Regions from separate parts of the Mus musculus genome. Here region 2 is linked to region 1. Evidence: chromatin contacts called from public HiChIP or PLAC-seq data. All regions are on one chromosome and are shown on one strand. The core of a region is the stretch at or near the end of the contact, and the rest is flanking DNA. Distances in the headings are between cores, read along the strand shown. Region 1 holds the start of Scamp4 (secretory carrier membrane protein 4). Region 2 holds the start of Onecut3 (one cut domain, family member 3).

What was found. HiChIP or PLAC-seq counts read pairs in DNA pulled down with a chosen protein or histone mark.
Region 2: an HNF4G HiChIP or PLAC-seq map of pancreatic cancer cells shows a contact between it and region 1. The contact joins the promoter of Onecut3 here to the promoter of Scamp4 in region 1. A contact is called at or near these places in 2 of 39 promoter capture datasets (the SN4741 cell line and pre-B cells), 1 of 115 datasets of contacts at active chromatin or transcription factors (pancreatic cancer cells) and 3 of 9 other capture datasets (adipose tissue, liver and pancreatic islet).

The regions. Positions count from the first base shown.
Region 1 is chr10:80,600,988-80,605,358 of GRCm38.p6, reverse strand. It overlaps Scamp4 (secretory carrier membrane protein 4), which reads right to left and starts at 2,477. Exons shown (of 7, transcript NM_019575.4): 1 at 2,410-2,477. Adat3 (adenosine deaminase, tRNA-specific 3) reads right to left here and starts at 2,479. Exons shown (of 2, transcript NM_001100606.1): 1 at 2,410-2,479.
Region 2 is chr10:80,493,305-80,497,256 of GRCm38.p6, reverse strand. It overlaps Onecut3 (one cut domain, family member 3), which reads right to left and starts at 2,351. Exons shown (of 2, transcript NM_139226.3): 1 at 1,067-2,351. The coding sequence starts at 2,249.

The sequences.
Region 1 (4,371 bases), core at 1,228-3,727:
GTGTCCCTGACCCCAGGTGGCTTCTATGGGACATGACCATGGTGATCTACCTGATAACACACACCTGTCAGAACCTGGGGCAGAAGCAGGAAGATGGCTGTAAGTTGGAGGCCAGCCAGTCAGTGCTACAGAGCAAGACCCCATCTCAACCCTCTGAATCCCCAGAAATAGGTGGTGGCAGGCCTATGATGCACCCTAGAAGAATGCAGACCCTGCCAAGAGAGGCAGGCACGTGCCCATGACCTGTTTCCAGTGTGCTCAGTCAACCCACTTCCTGCTTCAGTGGGCTAGCCTGGGAACCTGGCTATCCACTGCACCTGAGCTTTCAGTCAATGCTCATGGCCTGCTGTGCAAGCACCCGGATAAAGCCTGAGCTGACAGCCACCACCACCACCACCACCACCACCACGCTGTTCCACACAGGAGAAAAGCCAGGCTCCCCAGACGCCCAGCGGAGAAAAGGTTGTGGGAGCAGAGCCTCTTGGGCCTCAGAGGCTTCTCCTTGCTCAGTCAGAGCTAGACAGGGCAGGATGGCAAATCTGAGGAGGAAGGCACCACCACCTGCCATCCGGTTCCTGCTACCGAACCCTCTCGCCATCCTTAGTCCTCAGATCATTGGCTTGGCTGACAGCTAGCTCCTTCCCACACCTTGCCGTGACAACTAACCATAACCTACAGGCGATTAGGGTCAAGCAATCCTGGGAGCAGCGCAGCAGGAGGGGATGGGGTATAGCTCAATGGTGGGAATCTGCCTGCCCTGCTCAAACCCTGAGGTAAATACAGAGCACCAAACAAACGAGAAGGAAATAGGGGAGAAAAGAAAAAAGTGCCCACGAGGCGACCTGCAGGGCTACCTGACCATCATCATACCCACATCCTGGCACCCCCACCAATGTCTACCTGGCCACAGGAACCTATGCGATGGACTCAGGTACATCTGTTGGCTTTCAGGGCTCACCCAGCTGCCCAGGTCAACACTGAATGTCTCTATGGGCTAACTAGAGAGTCACGGGTGCCACTAGGAGTCCTGAGACTAAGAAGGGAGAACAGCACCAAGGGTGTCTGAGATCCTGGTGTCACCATGGCTGCCCCTGCAAAGGCCCCATGGCAGGCAGAGCCCATGAAGGGCGTGGTGACATCTGGCTTCCCCAGGGCATACACCACGCCTACAACGCACAGCGCCTGACTGGGCTACAAAGCGCCACTGTCTCCAGGGCAGAAGACACAGCTTTGTTTGTCCCCTCAAGACTAGACAACAAGGGACACAGAAAGATGGATGCCTTGGGGACAGATGACAGCCTGGGCTTATGGGCCTCTGGAGAGGAGTTTAATAGCTATAGGATGGTAGCCAATGCTTGGCCAAAGGGGCCCTTCATGTTCATTGCAATTGTGGCCTGTTATTCCCTTGTTTTAGGTGACAGGTGCCCACTGTACACCAGCATGGGAACAGGTTTGAAAGGGGCTCCTTGTACCACAGACAAGGACCTGCGGTCCAGCAGACACTTCCCACCTCTGAGGAACCACACGCCCTCTGCATTCAACAACTGCAGGCAAACAATGGGCCTTGGGTCCTGGGTATAGGGTCCAAAAGAATGGGACCGTGGCTGGACAGACTACAAGGATCAGGTCTGGAAGCTCAGGCCTGAAATACAAGTCACTCAATAAGCCACTAGATGGGAGTTCGGGGCCAGCTTCAGCGGTACAGGAAACTTCCAAAATAAAAAAAATGAAGTGGGCTCGGGGTAGAGCTCAGCAGTGCTGAGCCTACCTATGTCCACCAGTGAGGGACTGAAGCTTAGGTTAGGGCCCCTTGTGAGGGGATGGGGTGTGGCGCAGGGGTAGAGTCCCTGCCTGGAATCATCCATTTAAGGGCTGGGTACAAAGATTAGCGAAAGCTCCTGGAATCCACTTCTGAAGGGAGGGGAAGGGGATCAGTAGTCCAGTGCCAGTCTAATATAACCAAAGTCCAGGATTCGATCCCTGGTACCACCAAGATACCCCAAGAAACCCCATAGGGTACAAGAGCTTAAAGGGAAACTGCACACCTGCTGTAAGGATGGTGGATAAGATAACCCTGAGGCAGGGGACTGTGATGACCCGGAACATACAACCGGAAGCAGCTGGAAATCACAGGGTTTCCGGAATCAGAAGTAGGGTACACGCGTGCGCCGCAAACCAACGGCATAGGGCGCGGTGGGCGAAAAGCCCTGTGCACACGCGTACTAGCGTTGACTACTCGCGCACGCGTACTCCCACCGCCTCCCGGGACGCGCACAACCCTCTCAGGCTACGCGGTCTGTCCCGATAAGGCCTTCTTTCCCTGTCCACCGCCCTTGCCTTGTCACCATCTCCGGTGCCCCATGGCGGATTCGGAACGGCGAAAGCCGAACCCCTACGGCGGCTGCTCACCTGAGGGACACCCGAGCGAACGCCACGCTTATCCAAGTCCTAGCAACCGGGCCGCCACGCCTGCCACCGCGGGGCACCACGGGAGCGTAGTTCCATGGGCGGGGCCTGCGCGATGCGACTACATTTCCCTTAAGGCCGTGCGCGTGGCTGCTTCACAAGGCCTTGCTGAGTCTAGGGGGTTTTCTTATGTGTGCTGCAGCGAGTAGAATACTGTGGTTTGAGATCCTGGGATGGCACTGAACTCGGCCCCTTTGTGACACTTTGAGACATCAGCAGAGAGAAGACTTGAGGCAGAAGGAGACTCTATGGCCATTAGTCACTCAAAGAGCATCTGCCATCATACTTCTGTAAAGTCCCATGTTGCTGGTGAACAATCACTTTTACTGCTTGGAAAGTGACTGTAGTCTGAAGTTTTAGGTCCACTCAGGCCCTCATTCTCCTCATCTGTACATGGGTGAAACAGATATGTGAACTTCTGAATAAGTCTGGGGCTGGGGCTGTTCATGGAGTGTTTTCCTAGCACCCAGGAGAACCTGGATTCCATACATAGCATTCCTCATGGCACAAGCTGGTCATGCCTGCACTCTGGGGGTGGATACAAGAGAACAAAAGTTCAAGATGGTTGGGGCGAGGGCCTTTAACCCCAGCACTTGGGAGGCAGAGGCAGGCAAATCACTGGGAGTTCCAGGACAGATCCTGTCTTTAAAAAACAAAAACAAAAGATGAAGAAAATAAATGAACAAGTAATAGAGGCAGGAGAGATGACCTAACATTAATACCTTTTAGTTAATTATTGTTTTAGATAAAGAGTTTCACAGTGTAGCTTTATCTGCCCAACATGTCATTCCCAGGCCAGAGTCCCTGAGTCTCTCCCAGGGTCCTTCTTCCTCTGTGGCTTAGGACATAAACAGCAGATTGCCTGGCTGAGCCCTGACCAGCAGGAAGGTAGAAAGTGGCACCAGAGAGCCTGGGGTTGGCTCCAGGATCAACCTGTTTGCAATCTTCTAGGCCTGTCTGCCAAACACAATCTTTCTGGAATAAGGAATGCCTTGTGACCAGCTTATCAGAGCAGAGTAGGTCCCATGAGTTTGGTGTATGGCTGCTTGCAAGACAGATAAGTGGGAGATTAGTGTGGATATGACCAGCATTACAAAGCTAGAACCCAAGCCGGGTGGTGGTGGTCCACGCCTTTAATCCCAGCACTTGGAAGGCAGAGGCAGGCAGATTTCTGAGTTCGAGGCCAGCCTGGTCTATAGAGTGAGTTCCAGGACAGCCAGGGCTATACAGAGAAACCCTGTCTCGAAAAACAAACAAAAAAACGAAGCTAGAACCCTTAGGTACAGTGTCTGGCTTCTAGGAAGCCATGTGAACCAAGGGTCTTGGGAAGAAAACCAAGTTTTGGGTCATCACACCAAAACAGGGCCACCAGGAAACCCATGTTGTTTCTTTAATATTTTTTGACTAAGCCCAGGTCCATAGAAATGCTAGGCCAGGAGCTGTAGAGATGGCTCTGTGGCTGAGAGCACTGGCTGATCTTCCAGAGGATGAAGGTTCAGATCCTAGCACCCACATGGTGGCTCACAGCCATCCCTAACTGCAATTCCAGGAAGTCTGATGCCTTTTAAAACCTCTGTGTGCACAAGGCACATACATACACAAAGGCAAGGCACTGATATAAATATTTTTAAAAATGCTCTGCCAGGGTTAGAAAGGCAGTTTGCCAATGGGGAACCCTGATTGCTATCCCAGAAGAACCTGATGTGAGTCCCTGCACCCACATGGTGGCTTACAACCATCTGTAACTCCAGCTTCAAGGAACCAAATGACTTCTCCTGGCCTCGATGGGTGCTAGGCTGGCATGTGTTACAGAGACAGATAGATATGCAGAGAAGTTTTCTAAGAGATGCTATGCAAGGGAGCTAGAGAGATGGCTCAGTGGTTAAAAGGACAGCCTGCTCTTCC
Region 2 (3,952 bases), core at 1,102-3,601, 110 kb after region 1:
TGTATGCAGAGGGATCGATGAGGCTCTGGAAACCGCTATTGTCCCTGGAACGGGGTGCACAGCCCCCTCCCCACTACGCCATAGAAAAAACGCTCTGCCCAGACCACCGGCCTCCTGACACCCCTTCCCAATCACGGAGGATGTAGGGTCTATGGCACACCCCCACATTCCTCGCTGGGGTGGGAGGGGACAGGTTAGACCAAAGGAGGAGACAACGGGTCCCCCAGGGGCTGGCTCGCATGCTTCTGTGTGTGGGAGAGACTCAGGCAAGGCGCAAGAGAAGAAAAGAATAAAGAGAGACTGGACTGGGTACCGAAGAGGCAGCTCGAAGAGAGGGACAGCAATTTGTCCCCGTGGAGAGAAGTAGAAAGGGGGGACAGGAAAACAGGAGGGAGTGAGGCCCTGGGAGCCACGGGGGGGGGGGGGTGTGAAGGCCTCTGGTGGATGCCACTGAGCCCAGGGTCCCAAGGGCTGCCCCTCCCCCAATCTCAAATGACCTTTGCCAACGGCCAGAGGGGGGAGGGATGGGGGACTAGCGGATCGATCGTCGGCAGAGGCTGAGCTGCATAGGAAGAGAGCTCGGTGGTGGTGGTGGTGCTGGGGCTGGGGGCAGAGCGGTGGCCAGGCCTTGGCTGAGTCTAGTCAGCACCTAGAGCTTTGTGACTGGGTGGAGAGAGGGCGCCTTTGGTCCCTCTTGCAGGATGTTTGGGGACGAGGGGAGTGGCACCTCTGATCGCAGGGGATCGTGAACCCAAGGAACGTGCTACAGACGCGCGCATACACGCGCACACACGGAGCCACGCGAGGGCTGTTTTAGTTTAGCACCCTATGTCTACATCAGCCTCAAAGACACTAGACACCCTACACAGTCCCTAAAAGAATAGGGACGGAAACAATAATTGTATTTGCCCTCTTTCTATTAGTGACACTCGGCGATGCAGACCCCGGGTCAGCCTCAGAGGCTACAGTTTCCCCCCTCTAGGCTGGCAGGACGCACTAGCCAAGGTCCTTCATCCTGTGCCAACCATGTCCCCCAGGATCGAGCCTCAGGGGCCCTTGTCCCTACCTGCCAGGCGCAGCGCCGACATGCGCTGGAACTCCGGCTCCTGCAGCCACTTCCACATCCTGCGGAAGGTCTCGCGGCCGGATTTGAGCTTGCTCCAGGGCTTCGGGTTGCGCAGCAGGTCGGAGAGCGTGCCCTGCGAGCGGCACAGGATGCGCTGCGCGAAGATGGCCTGCGGGATGCTGTAGCGCTTCAGCTCGGCGGTGATGCGCTGGGCCACCTCTTTGGTGTTGATCTCTTCGGCTGCAGCGCCGGCTCCCGGGCCGCCGCTGCCGCCGCCAGCGCCACCGCCCCCTCCGGGGCCACCGCCGCCTGAGTGAGGCCCGTGCGCCCCGGCCGCAGCCAGCCCGCCCAGCGGAGCCAGCAAACCCGCGGCCGCCCCGCCGGCCGCCCCGCCGCCTCCCGCGCCGCCGCCGCCTCCAGGCAGCCCTCGGGCCAGCGCGTCCTCTGCGCGCCCCAGAAGCGCCGCGTGTGGCTCGAAGGCGGCAGGTGGCAGTAGTTTGTCCCCGGCCAGGTGGCCCGGAGCCCCGTAAGCGGCGAGCGGTGGCGGCGGCGGCGGCTGCGGGGCGCTGTGCAGAGCGGGGGGCAGCGCGCTGGGCAGCGGCGACAGTGGCGACCCCATGGTGGGCAGCTCCTTGCCATAAGGCCCGTAGAGGTGGCCCACCGAGGCCAGCGCCGCCCGCTCGTCGCGCATGAGGGTGAAGCTGCCGCTCACGCTGGCCGCCAGGCGCTGCGGAGGGGGCGGTGGCGGCGCGGTGGCCGGGTGAGGGTGAGCGTGTGGATGGCCTCCGTGCGCCCCAGCCACCGCGTGCTGGTGGAACTTATCGGCCACGGCGGCCAGCGGCGGCAGGTGCTGCAAGGGCGTGAGCGTGGTGTAGGTGCCACCCAAACCTGGGGCCTCGCACGCCATACCCATGGCCGGGTGCAGGGGGCCAGCCAGCTCCCCACGGAAGTCAGGGCCACCACCCGCGGCCCCTGCAGCCCCCGCGCCCCCGGCGCCCCCGCCCCCGGCGCCACCACCGTCCAGCAGGCTAGCCATGCCGGCCACCAGGCCTGGGCGCCCCGATGCCACTAGGCTTCGGTGTTGGGCCGCGGCGGAGCGCGCGTGGCCCGGGCTCAGCAGCTCGCCGGCTTGCGCGTGTGTCACCCCGTGCAGCCCCCCGAGGCTCTCCAAGCTCAACTCCATCCTGGGTGTCCTCTTCGTGTGTGCTCAAGGCCGCAGCATGGTCCCCACGCACTGGCCGACGCTCCTGGTGGCGGCGGCTGCTACTGTCCCGCTTGTTCAGTGCTCTCGCTCGGCTTCGGCTGCTGCGAGCAGCGGCCACCAGGATGTGGCGGGGCGGCCGCCGCCGGCGCCCCGGCCCGGGTCTGACGTCAGCGCCCCCGCCCATCGCTCCGCCTGCACCCGCCAAACCCCTTGGAGCACCAGGCTGGCTTCTTGGGTCTCCCCATTCTCCTTGCCCTGAGAAGAACCTGAGGGATTGGGGTGGGGGACCGCTAGTCCTGGCTCTGTGTGAGTGTGAGTGAGTGTGTGTGTGTGTTCTCATATCAGCGTCTTTGATTCTCTGTCCTGTACATTCCCCCTTCTGCCCCTACCCGCCCCCAGTTCCTGAAGTGTGGCTACAAACGCCCCCCAACTCTGTTGACACTCTCAGAAAGATGGGCTGTTTTCCCCGTATGCACACAAAGATTTCAAAACCTCTTTTGGGATGAAGTGGGGCTATTAGTAGGTCCCCAGAACAATCACACATTGGCCTCAAGCACAAGGAAAAGCAGGCATTTGGGCATTTGGGCCTCTGTTTCTTCAATTGTGCAATGTAATTGCCCTGCAGAAATCTTTCTTAACAGGGACTTTAGTGGTTTTTAGGCCCAGGATTGGGAAGACAGAGGCAGGTGGATCGTTAATTTGGAGGCTAGCCTGGTCTATGTAGCAAGTTCCAGTCAGGCAAGGGCTTTATAGTGAGTCTTTGCATCAAAGCAAACATAAATTCCTCCAAGGTCCGGTGTAGTGGCACATGCCTTTAATCTCGGCACTTGGGAGGCAGAGGCAGGTGGATTTCTGAGTTCAAGGTCAGCCTGGTCTACAGAACTGGATTCAAGGACAGTCAGGGCTACACATGGAAAAGATGACAGAGAGGGGGGGAAGAGAGAGGGGAAAATTCCTCCTAAGTCCCGTGTAATTGGCTACTTCCTGTCCCCAATATCTCTGGGGTCTAAGGATGTCTTGTCTGAGACTGGTCATCTCTAGACCAGCTTGGGTTTGGGGTTTTTTTTTTTTTTTCAGACTGAGATAGCTAGCCTAGGATCTCTCTCTCTCTCTCTCTCTCTCTCTCTCTCTCTCTCTCTCTCTCTCTCTCTCTCTCTCCCTTTCCCACCTGCAGACAGTGAAGGGGGACAGAAGGGGTACATGGATGGCACCCTACAGGCACAAAGCACCTGGGAACAAGACCCCTTGGGTTTGTGGAGAAGAGATTACCGATTACCAGGGTGGCCATGCCAGACTCTGGGGGGACCTTGTGTTAGGAGGGTGTCTTCACTCAGCCTCAGCCCCTGCCTCCCTTGCCCTGCTCACTGCCAGGGAGGGTTATTGGCATTTGTTCTGGAGCTTGAGTCACCCATGGGCTCTGACGCTCACTCAAGGGATGCCCCCACCAATGGCTTGGGCTATCAGGCTGGAAACAAAGCAAACCAAGAATCTGATGTCCACAGTGCACTGGCTGTGTGACAGGCGTGGTGGTCCATGCCCGGGGCTGCACAGATCCTTTTCTGTTCCTCATTTTCCCCTTTCATGCTGCCCCCCCCCCCCCAGAGAAGAGGATCTTGGAGGAAAGTGAGTGGCATTGTATATGAGCCATTAAGGGGGGGGGTACACAGAGGTCCCTCTCCCAA